Regions from separate parts of the Sus scrofa genome. Here region 2 is linked to region 1. The links are chromatin contacts, called in public HiChIP or PLAC-seq maps. All regions are on one chromosome and are shown on one strand. The core of a region is the stretch at or near the end of the contact, and the rest is flanking DNA. Distances in the headings are between cores, read along the strand shown. Region 1 overlaps ANK1 (ankyrin-1). Region 2 overlaps ANK1 (ankyrin-1).

What was found. HiChIP or PLAC-seq counts read pairs in DNA pulled down with a chosen protein or histone mark.
Region 2: a contact with region 1 is called in an H3K27ac HiChIP or PLAC-seq map of skeletal muscle. The contact joins two enhancer-like sites. A contact is called at or near these places in 3 of 47 Hi-C or Micro-C datasets (heart right ventricle and skeletal muscle) and 1 of 2 datasets of contacts at active chromatin or transcription factors (skeletal muscle).

What each region holds. Positions count from the first base shown.
Region 1 is chr17:10,759,889-10,765,589 of Sscrofa11.1, reverse strand. It overlaps ANK1 (ankyrin-1), which reads left to right. Exons shown (of 43, transcript XM_021078313.1): 41 at 4,091-4,177; 42 at 5,338-5,478. Among named protein-coding and RNA genes, the nearest start is that of MIR486-1, 3.8 kb to the right of the region's middle. Within about 2 kb of position 2,964, at least 6 of the 83 cell types and tissues checked have an H3K27ac peak or open chromatin away from gene starts, as enhancers often do. A contact at or near this core is called in skeletal muscle, where this site is marked.
Region 2 is chr17:10,869,273-10,874,303 of Sscrofa11.1, reverse strand. The region is part of intron 1 of ANK1 (ankyrin-1); the gene reads left to right. LOC110257497 (a long non-coding RNA gene) reads right to left here. Exons shown (of 4, transcript XR_002340153.1): 3 at 4,863-4,979; 4 at 4,138-4,767. Among named protein-coding and RNA genes, the nearest start is that of MIR486-1, 110 kb to the right of the region's middle. Within about 2 kb of position 1,908, at least 9 of the 83 cell types and tissues checked have an H3K27ac peak or open chromatin away from gene starts, as enhancers often do. A contact at or near this core is called in skeletal muscle, where this site is marked.

The DNA.
Region 1 (5,701 bases), core at 1,715-4,214:
CCAGAACCTTCTAGACACTTGTGCTCCCAACCCCCACTGCCGCACTCAGCTGTTGCTCCCACTCGCCCAGGGTCACAGGGCCAGAGGTGGGCTTTGCAGGAGCCGTGGTTTTGTTTTTATTCTTCTGTCCTGTTTTAGGAAGACAGGCTTAGAACCCAGAGACCTGGGTGCTAGGCTAAAAGGGTCCTGTGTGTCCTAGTGTCCTACTGGCCCCTGAGTTTCCTCGTATAAATGAGGTAGAAGATGGATGATCGCCAGGGTTCACTCAGGAATTCCACACCTGTGTGGGTGGGCTCTCCTCCTGGGACAGGCTGGGGCAGAGAGCATGGCCCTACCACAGGCTCCCAGAACCTCCCAACCTCCCCATTTCATTTTATTTATTCTCTTTTATCTTCACTCCCTGTTCCCACAGTTACCCATTTTAATGTGGGTTTTGAAACATTTTTATTAGGAAAAATTACAAATAGATACAAAACAGACAAAACAGGGAATCCCTTTGTGGCCTACCTGATAAGGATCTGGCATTCTCACTGCTGTGGCTCGGGTCAGGTCCCCGCCCCAGGCACGTCCATGTGCCTTGGGTTGGCCAAAAACAAAAAACACCATCAAAAGAAACAGAACAGCCTATTGCCTCTGCTGGCACACAGCCCCCAGGCTCCACCACTGTTCACTCATGGCCAGTCTGGTTTCATCAACTACCCGCCTCTTCCCTCCATATCATCTTGAAGCTAATCCCAGACATTTTATGAACGTGTGTGTGTGTGTGTGTGCGCGTGTGTTTTATGGCTGCATCCACAGCACATGGAAGTTCCTGGGCCAGGGATTGAATCCAAGCTGCAGCTGCGGTAGCACCATATCCTTTAATCCACTGCACGGGGCCGGGGATCAAACCTGCACCTCTTCAGCGGCCGGAGCTGCTGCAATCAGATCCTTAACCCACTGCCCCACTGCGGGAACTCCCATGAATGTCTTTTTAATTTGTGCATCTTTATGAAGTTCGCATCGCTGTTCCGTGCATGGGTGATTTTAACCTGTCTATAAGGATGGGCTCCGTGTCTCCCCAGTTCCTCCTCCTCCATCAGTGCTGTCTCTTCCTCCTCCTCCCCTCTCCTCTGCATCCTTCTTCTCCGCAGCACCCCCACTCCTGTCCGAGCCTGAGCCTCACAGGCACCTCTGAGGACCCCAGCACCAGGCCGGCTCCACAACAGCCTGGGCTGCTGGCTCCCAAGAGTTGCCAGGAATTAAACAGCGTTTTATTTAGAATGCTTCCCTGCCAAGGATGTTCCACGGATGAGACAGGCGGCTACACCCATTTTTAACCCCAGGCCACCCAGTGCATTCTTGGCCTTGGCCATGGGGCTGTTCCGCGGCACCACTTCTGCTCCTCCCAGGAGTGAATATTTATCCCAAAGCACACATGCCCTCCCCTGGGTCTGCATCCGGGTTTGGAGACGGAGGAGGATGCCAGGAGGGTGGGGGCGGACTGGAGAGGGAGCAGGACCGCCCCCAGGGGACCGAGAGAGAAACCCTCTAGGTCATCTGGTCCACCCGCCTCGTTTACAGCTGAGGAAACTGAGGCCCAGGGAGGCCAGCCTCAGGGCCAGGAGAGTCTGGGACCTCCTGGTTCCCAGTCTGCATGCGGGTGCAGAGCCCAGCACCTCCCTGGTCTAGGAGTGGATGGGAGGGTAGGTGAGCTGTTTTCTTCGAGGCACCAGGGGAGGATAATGCGGTGACCGTGCCAAAAGCATCTGTTCACTAGTGTTTCCCATTGAGTCTCAGAAAACAACAGAGAGGGGGCGGGGCCTGTGACTGGGGATCTGGGACGCCCACCTGAACCTGCCAGGCAGCCGGTGCCTCTCTGCGGCCCCGGGGGCAGTGTCTGCGCCTGGACTCCTCCAGGACTGGCTCAGACCCAGGTCTCGAGTTACCCCTCGCGTGTTCCAGGTGCTTCCTCGTTGAGATGAGGCAGGTTGTACAGTGATTGGAGTTGGAGATCTGTCTCTCCTTTCCTTCCTCTTTGACCTAGGCAGGTTACTTAACCTCTCTGCGCTTCGTTTCCTTTGTGTGAAAGGGGAAAACCTTAGCCACGATGGGGGGTGGGGGGCGGCCCCAAGTGTCACGGAGTTCGTACATGACCCATGCACAGAGCCCACCCAGGGAGCAGCCAGCATGGGAGCTTTGCTGCCACCATCCCTATCGACGGGGTCCCAAACCCTGCGACCTCATGGCACTCTGGGGACAGGAGGAGAGCCCCTGGCTCCCGTTTGACAGCTGGGGAAACGGAGGCCCTGAGAAGGCGCCCCACCTCCCCAGCCCTGCAGCGAGCGAGCGAGCGGGCCCAGATCCTTGTTCTTTCCACCACGCCGGGCTGCTGCCCAAAGAGGAACAGGCTGATCTGAAAGCGGCATACCTTTCAGCCACAGCTGCTGCGCCTGCATTATCCAGTTCGCTGTTTAAGGGCGAGTTTAATGCGCATGGTTCCTGCCCCTGGTGTTGACAGCTCAGCACGGGAAGAGCCTTTAAGGACAGGCCTTAAATAGACATCCCAGTGACACGCTTACATGTCGGGCGGCTGTGCCGGGTAAGGGGTGGGGGATGCAGAGCTGAGGGGCTAATGCAACTGCATGGGCTTCCAGGGGCCCCAGTGCCCGTGCATGCGGCACACGCTACACCCATTTGGCTGGGCCTGAGCAGATCCCTCACCCAGAGCTGTTTTTGAAGCAGACCCTGAACCTTTCAGGGTGTTGGCCCCACGAGTGGGGTGACATCATTCTGACTGTGGCAGCAGCAGCCTGGGAACACACACAAGTAGCCACATTCCCCAGATGTCTTATTGTCCCAAGTCCTGAACGAGACCATTTTCCTGGGCAGAACCGCCTCTCGTTGGCACAGGGGCACGTGGGCCCCCCTGCTAGCTCCTGGGGTGGGTGTCACACACGTGGTGACTTGTACACGGCTTCCAGTCCCCAGGACAGGCACACCTGCCGACTTCCTTCTAGCCCCAACCGACAGCCTGGCAGCTGGTTTGGGAGCTAAAATTACCGGAGCCTGACGTCATCCGGGTGCAAGGGCAGATGCCAGGCTCCCGGCAGGAGGGCAGTAGATCCAGAGGGGGACCTGCAGCTTCCCGCCCCGGGGAGAGGATGGAAGGGGTGCTGGGGGGCCTGTGGAGTCCCAGAGCAGAATGAGCGGCCGGACCCCCGCCTCTCGGCCCCCTGGCTCCGCTGGCCCTGGAGGGCGGGGCTGGTGAGGAGGCGAGAATGTGGACGTTCGTCACCCAGCTCCTCGTCACCCTGGTGCTGCTGGGCTTCTTCCTGGTCAGCTGCCAGAACGTGATGCACATTGTCCGGGGCTCTCTGTGCTTCGTGCTGAAGCACATCCACCAGGAGCTGGACAAGGAGCTGGGGGAGAACGAGGGCCTGAGCGACGACGAGGAGGCCATCTCCACCAGGGTGGTGCGGCGCCGGGTCCTTCGGAAGGTAACCCGGGCGCAGGGGCGGGCGGGCGAGGGCCCAGCGGCGCAGGGATATGCGTGCAGGGACATGGGGCAGGACCTCTGCTGGTAGGAAGGCTGGGACGTGCAGGGGGCCAGAGCTGTGTGGCGCTCCCCCGGACCCCCTTTGGTGATGACAGAGAAGTCTCAGCTATGGGACCAGCCGGCCCTCCTCCTGCTCTGTCCCCAACCTGCTGGGTGAAACATAAAGTCACCCTCGAGGCGAAAGCACCTGTGGCCAGGTGTTCTCCCCTGTAAAGTGCCCTAGAAATGATTGATCGGGTGCCTCACCCGCTCTCCCAGGACCTCCTCCGTAAAACCTGCGTAATCGCCCCAATTTTGCCCACTGCAGAGCCATGGCAGGGATCAAGCACACAGCGCTCCTGTGAGCCCTGCCCCCCCCCTCAGGCACAGGGCCCCACGGGTTCCAACCTGGGACGGATGGTTCCGAGCCGCTTGCTGAGTTGCAGTTTCTGGCCATGGAGGGAATTTGTCTGGACTGTGGCTGTTGCTGCCGTAACGTTATTTCCTCATCCTCCGCCCTGATTCCCACATGCACATAGCAATCTTGAGTTTTCTCCCTTTCTCTAATTCCAGGGGAATGAGTTTCTTCAGAATATTCCAGGGGAGCAGGTGTCAGAGGAGCATTACACGGATGAGCAGGGCAATGTCGTCACCAGGAAGGTGGGTGCAGAGTCCCCAGAGGTGGCTGGGCTAGAAGCTAAAAGAGGTGGAAGGCGCACCCGCAGCTCCTCGATGCTGCCCTCACAGAGGCATAATGCGGCTCCGACGGGGCAGTTCGGGTATCTGCCTCAGTCCCCGCAGGCCATTTCTCACGGCCACTGTGCCCGATTCCGCCTGAATTCAGCTCCTGCTACTGTGTTCCAGAAGGAATGGGTCCCAGGGCAGAGCCCAAACCTAGTCCTGTGATGCCTGGCCCTGAAAACAGCTGTATGACAGCAGTACAGGGTGTGGGGTGGGGGGGTCCTTGCAGGCCTCCTAAGATGAAAAGGAGGTGGGCAGGCATGGGGTGGACGGCAGGTTTACATCAGAGGGCGTGATTCTGCCTGACAAGCGGTGGGCACTGTGCTGGGTGTGGGCAGAAGGGAGGTGGAAGAGTTCTCGTTGTGGCTCAGCAGGTTAAGAACCCGACATACCTGCTGTACAGCACAGGGGTTCTATCCAATCACTTGTGATAGAACTTGATGGAAGATAATATGAGAAAAAGAGCTGTGTATATATGTATAACTGGGTCCCTTTGCTGTATAGCAGAAATTGATAGAACATTGTGAATCATCTATAATTTTAAAAAAATTTTTAAAGAAATTAATAAACTTTTACAAATGCCTACCAAAAAAAAAGAACCCGACACGGTCTCTGAGAGGATGTGGGTTCCATCCCTGGCTTTGCTCAGTGGGTTAAGGATCCAGCGTTCCTGCAAGCTGCAGCATAGGTCACAGATGCAGCTCTGATTAGATCCCTAGCTTGGGAACTTCCAAGTACCTGAGGTGTGGCCCTAAAAAGACAAAAAAGGGGGCGAGGAGGAAGAGAAGGAAAACCTCATGTTGCCCCCATGTTCCCAGAGGTCAGGGCAGGCGCTGGCTTCCCTCTGCCCCAGCAGCAAGTGTCCTCGTTCCTGTTCTCACCTCCTACTCCTTGAGTGGCAGGTGCAGAGCAAAAAATCCTTGGAATGTTTGGGTTCATGAATCCGGGAGCGGGTGGTCCAGTGGAAGAAGTAGAAACACCCCTCCATCACACCAGGAGGCAGGGTGGAGCACTGTGGGCTCTGTCTTGACAGCTCTGTCTTGACAGCGTCTCCAGCCCCTTCTCCCTCTCTTTTCCAGGTCATCCGCAAAGTTGTTCGCCAGATAGACCCGTCCGGAGCCGATGACACCCAGGAGCACGAGGAGGTGATTTCTGAGGGGCCCCTGGAGGACCCTCATGAGCTGGAGGCTGATATTGATTACTTTGTCACACCTGCCAAGGTACCACCCGGACCGGGGCCTTCCCCAGGCCCTTGCTCTGCCGAGGGGCTGGTCTATAACTCTGCTGCCCTCTGTGCAGCCCGCCCGGGGTTCAGGCTGCACCTGCTGGCCTCCTGGCTCCCCCTTGAGCCTCCTCTGCAGGCTGTCTGGTTTTCTCTTGCAATTTCTGCCCGTCTCTCTGTGTGATCTGTCCTGCCTTCTGTCTGTCCTGCTGTCCCTAGGT
Region 2 (5,031 bases), core at 659-3,158, 110 kb before region 1:
AGTGGGTTAAGGATCTGGCATTGTCGTGAGCTGTGGTGTAGGTCACAGATGCGGCTCGGATCCCAGATTGCTGTGGCTGTGGTGGAGGCCGGTGGCTACAGCTCCGATTCGACCCCTAGCCTGGGAACCTCCATATGCCGCGGGAGCGGCCCTAGAAATGGCAAAAAGACAAAAAAAAAAAAGAACAATGCTGTCACCCCTCATGACATCTCCCTCTTCTTTCTGGCCTCAGCAGAGGGTTGTGAATCTTTGAAGAATTGTCTGCCTGGGGGACCTGGAGGGAGGAGGCAGCATGGCTCTGCTGGGCCTGGCTGGGCAATTGTCATTTCATTTAGATGGTGATTATGGGGAGGGGCTGGGAGGTGAGGACGGAGGGGTGAGATCCTTTCCTGTAGCAGAGCCCAGGCCTCCAGGGGAAAGGCCACGCCTGTGACAACCCCCGCCCCACGCCACCCCAGAATCGACTGTGGTTCCAAGGCTGTTCCCGCAGGGACCACATAATGGTTGGTGAGGAAATGAATGGTTTGGCCAACCAGCCCTGGACCCATGATTTGTTTTCTTCGACCGATGTGCCGTTTTACAATCTGAATGGATCAATTCAGATTCCAACTGGGCTACTGTTGATGGAGCCTCTGGTGTGTAGCCAGGGTCGTGTCAACACGCGTGTCTTGTTTTGACCTGGCCTGGCAGAATCCCATTCCATGAGTTGGGAGCTTAATCCTGTTCATCAGGTATGGAGAGTAGCTTCCGTGCTGGGCACAGGAGTTTGGAGATGAATGGAAGATGCTTGTCCCATCCTTACCTCCCTGCCCGGTTTCCCCCCCCCGCCCCTGGGCGGGGGGGGGGGGGGTGTCCTGGAACTGCTCAGTGGAAACCCTTGCTTGTTCTCAAGGCAGTTTTTTCTTTCGGGATTCTGGGTCTGTTTCTTATTCAAAAAGAGAAGTGGATACCAAAGCTGAAACTTGTTAGCGTACATGAAACATTCTGTTCTCGTCATCTGGTTGTTTGATGGAAAACAGTGGCGTCTGGTGCCTATTGGCTTCTCACTACTGGGAAGATAATCCTGTCCCCTGCGGACTAGCCCCTCGAGCCCACTCCCCACGCTTCTCTCCAGCACAGGGCAGGATTTCCCAGGTGGTGGGCACAGAGACCCCTGTGGGAGTCAGGCTTTGCTTGCCCCCTTCTCCACAGCAAATTCTTGGCTATGGGCTCTCCAGGGCTGGGGCCAGGGGGCTGGGGTTTCTAGGTCTGCTTTGAAAATCAGAGGAGAGGCGTTCCCATGGTGACCCAGAAGGCTAAGAATCCAACTGGTATCCATGAGGCTGCAGGTTCCATCCCTGGCCTCGCTTAGTGGGTTAAGGATCCTGTGTCGCTGAAAACTACTGCATAGGTCTCCCGTGGTGGCTTGGATCCCATGTTGCTGTGGCTACGGCTGTGGCTGTGGCCTCAGCTCCAGCTCTGATTTGACCCCTGGCCTGGAAAATTCCATATGCTGCAGGTCCGGCTGTCAAAAGAAAAAAAAAAAAATCAGAGGAAAGGGAGAGGCTAGATATACAAAAAGGCACATGATTTTTCACCCTGAGTGTGGGGGTCTAGTTTCAAAATCTCAATACTGAAACACAGACCCAGCATGTCACTCAAGGGTTCAGTGTGAGAAGTCAAATTCCACTGAGGTCATGTCCCAGAGGGACCTCCAATTAGAGAGACCCCTTTGATGGACGGTCAGTGTCTGGTCTCAGGACTAAGGGGAACCCCTGTGTGTAAGTGAAGAGAAGATCCTAGATCCAGCCTCGCTCTCCCTGCCTCCCCCGTGCGATCTTGGCTTTGACGTTGGCCTGCCCTGGAATGCACGGAGTACCTTCTCATAAGTTTAAAAATAGACCCCAGGCCTGCCAACCCTCTTAAAAGGAACATGATAGACACCAGTGCCAGCACCGTGGGACTTGATACCCAGCTCCAATCACCTCCCTAAATAGACCCTGCACTCACTCGGGATCCTTGCTCCAGGGAGGCGGGGCCCAGGGCCACTGAACTGGCCACCGGGGAGCTCACCCCACAGTGAAATAGAAAAATAACCAAGGCTCTCAGCTCTCATCACTCAAGGTCTGAAGGAGTCACCCTGGATTTCTGGGGCAATCTGACTCAAGAGCTGAAGCATCTATTCTGCCAAGTTCCTCCCTAATTAACTGGGGAAGGGGCTAGGGCAGGAAGGGCCCAGCAGTGTCCCCAAGGGGAAAAATACCCCCCACACACACACACCAAGTAGGATGTTTTAGAGGGTTCACAGACTCCCCCAGGGTGGGGTGGGAGTGTAGCGCAGCTCCGGGGGGCGGGGGGGGGGGTGATAAGCCCGCCTGCCTTTCTCAGTAAAAGGTGGAGCTCCTGCAACCCACCCGTATCAGCCTCCCACAGAGACTCCAGCTGGGGCAACTCCCTGGGTGGGTGCGGGGCTGGGCAGATAGAAGAATGGTTCAGGGCAAAGCTATCCTGTAGGCAGGGATGCAGCAGGGAGGAGTGGTGGGCCCGGGCGGGGCTCAGGAGCAGGGCTTCAGCTGGACTTGTGCCCTGAGAATTCTTTCTCCACAGCAGAGAAAATGGAAATTAAAAATGATGCAGGGGAAAAAAAAATAAACGTACATCAAGAATTTGAAGCTTGGGGAGTTCCCAGTGTGGTGCAACGGGATCAGTGGCATCTTGGGAGCACTGGGCTGCAGGTTCAATCCCCGGCCTGGCACAGTGGGTTAAAGGTTGGGCATCGCCACAGCCGTGGCTTAGGTCAAAACTGTGGCTCCCATCTGATCTGTGGCCTGGGAATTCCATATGCCTCAGGGCGTCCAAAAAAGAAAAGAAAAAGGAAATGACGCAGTGAAAGTCTGAGAGGTCTAGTGGCTACAGCAGCTGGGCTGGCTGGGGTCTTATTCTTGGCCAAGGGTGCTCCGACCTTGCACAGGCAATAACCAGCCTCTAAGTTCCAGGGTCAAAGCGAAAGCAGTCACACCCCCTACCTCGAGGTGTGTGTGTGTTGGGGGGGGTGGCACGTCCACCTTTGACAAAAGCTTTCGTGATGCGAGGAAAGAAGGGGGAAAGAACATTGTTGTCATTCACTGAAGACCTACTATGTGCCTGCAGTGGTGCTGGGCATTTTTACGTTATTCTCACAATACCCAGGAAGGGGCCAGGAAGAGGAGAGCTTATTTTCATTTCACTGATGAGGAAAACGATGCTCAGAAAAGTTATTTCCCTTTTTTTAGGTTTGCCAAGGGAGGAACGGGCAAGGCCAAGTTGTAAAGCAAGAGAGAGGTATTAAGGCATCAGAGGGGCACGGGCTGAGCTCCAGATGGCACCAGCCCTGACTGTGAGGAGGGCGAGGCTTATAAAGTCTCTGTGGCGGGAACTTGTGGCAGGAACGACGAAGGAGGAGGAGGGGAAGGTCAAGGGATGGGTAGGGGGTCAAGTCCCATGACAGAGGGCAGTCAGTCCTTGTAGGAGGTTAATCTATGCAGGCAGTCTTTTTCCACAGGCCATTGTTTCTTGCTGCCCAACTTGAGCATCCATATTCTGGGAGGGGGTGTCCATAGCAGGTCTCCAGGTGAACAGCCACATTTGGGGGGGTGTGGGGGGTCTATCTCTGTCCTCCAGGGAACATATCACTTTCATCAAAAGTTACAGTTTGGGTGTTCCCATTGTGGCGCAGCGGAAACGAACCCGACTAGTATCCATGAGGACTTGGGTTCAATCCCTGGCGTCACTCAGTGGGTTAAGGATCCGGCGTTGCCGTGAGTTGTGCAGGTTGAAGGTGAGGCTTGGATCTGGCATCGCTGTGGCTGTGGTGTAGGCAGCTGCAGCTCCCATTTGCCCCCTAGCCTGGGAACTTCTTTATGCTGCAAGTGCAGCCCTAAAAAGCAAAAAAAAAAAAAAAAAAAAAAAAAAAAAGGTTACACAGTTTGACTGTCAGCCTGTTAACTTCAAATTTTTTGTATTGTTTTGTTTTTATGGCCACACCTTCAGCACATGGAAGTTTCCAGGCTAGGGGTTGAATCTGAGCTGCACCTTAAGCCTACAGCACAGCCTCAATAATGCAGGATCCAAGCCACGTCTGTGACCTACACCATAGCTCACGGCAACACGGGATCCTTAACACACTGAGGAGGCCAGGGATCGAACCCACATCCTCACAGAGACAATGTTGGTTCTTAACTCACTGAGCCACAATGGGAACTCTGACTTTGCATATTCTAAGGCTGCCGGGAAAAGCAAATGGTGATGCTGGTGCCTTTCAGTGCTGCGTCAAATTTTATTTCAGAGTAGGATTAAAACAGCCCTCTGTCCTCTGGGGACATGGGGGCGGGTGGGGGAGAGTGGTCGTTGACCAGGGCGTGAGGTGCCAGGAAGCCCAACTCTGGACTCCCCGGTCTGCTCTGAATCTCAGCTCCATCCCTTTACAGAGGAGCCAGCTTGGGTCCAGTCTGAAGCTGCCTGTTCCCATCTCCCAAAGCTTCCTGTGAAGGCAGTCGCCTGAGAATCCCATGCACTTGGGATGCTTTGCTTTATGCTTTTGAGCAAAAAGGAGCAGGCTCCCCGTTTCTGGAAGATTCAGGGAGAGTTGGTGGCAGAGGGGCCTGGAGCTGTGCCAGGCTCCCCCTCCATCCAGGTCCACTGTGTGCTGGGTCCCGTTCTTCCCCCCTGCACCATCTCCTCCTGGCACGGCTGAATGTGTTCTGGGGGACAGAACTCCTCCAGCCCTTCCTTACGCTTGTCTGCGAGGAACTGTAGAGAGAGCTGGTAAAATATTTGGCACAACTGGGAAAAAACAGCAGATGCCATGAACCTGTAGGCTAGAACAAGTGGTCTTGCATCCTTACCAAGAACCCTTCGGCTTTTTCTTTTTAGCCCAACAGTTCCTCTCCGGTCCTTTGCTTTGGTCGCTTTGCTTTGGTTTCAGTATCTCTCACTGGCTGGTTTCCTGGGCATTCTCAATCCTAGAAGTAAAAGTGCAGCCTTGAGGTATGAAAAGAGCCAGGAAACAGGCAG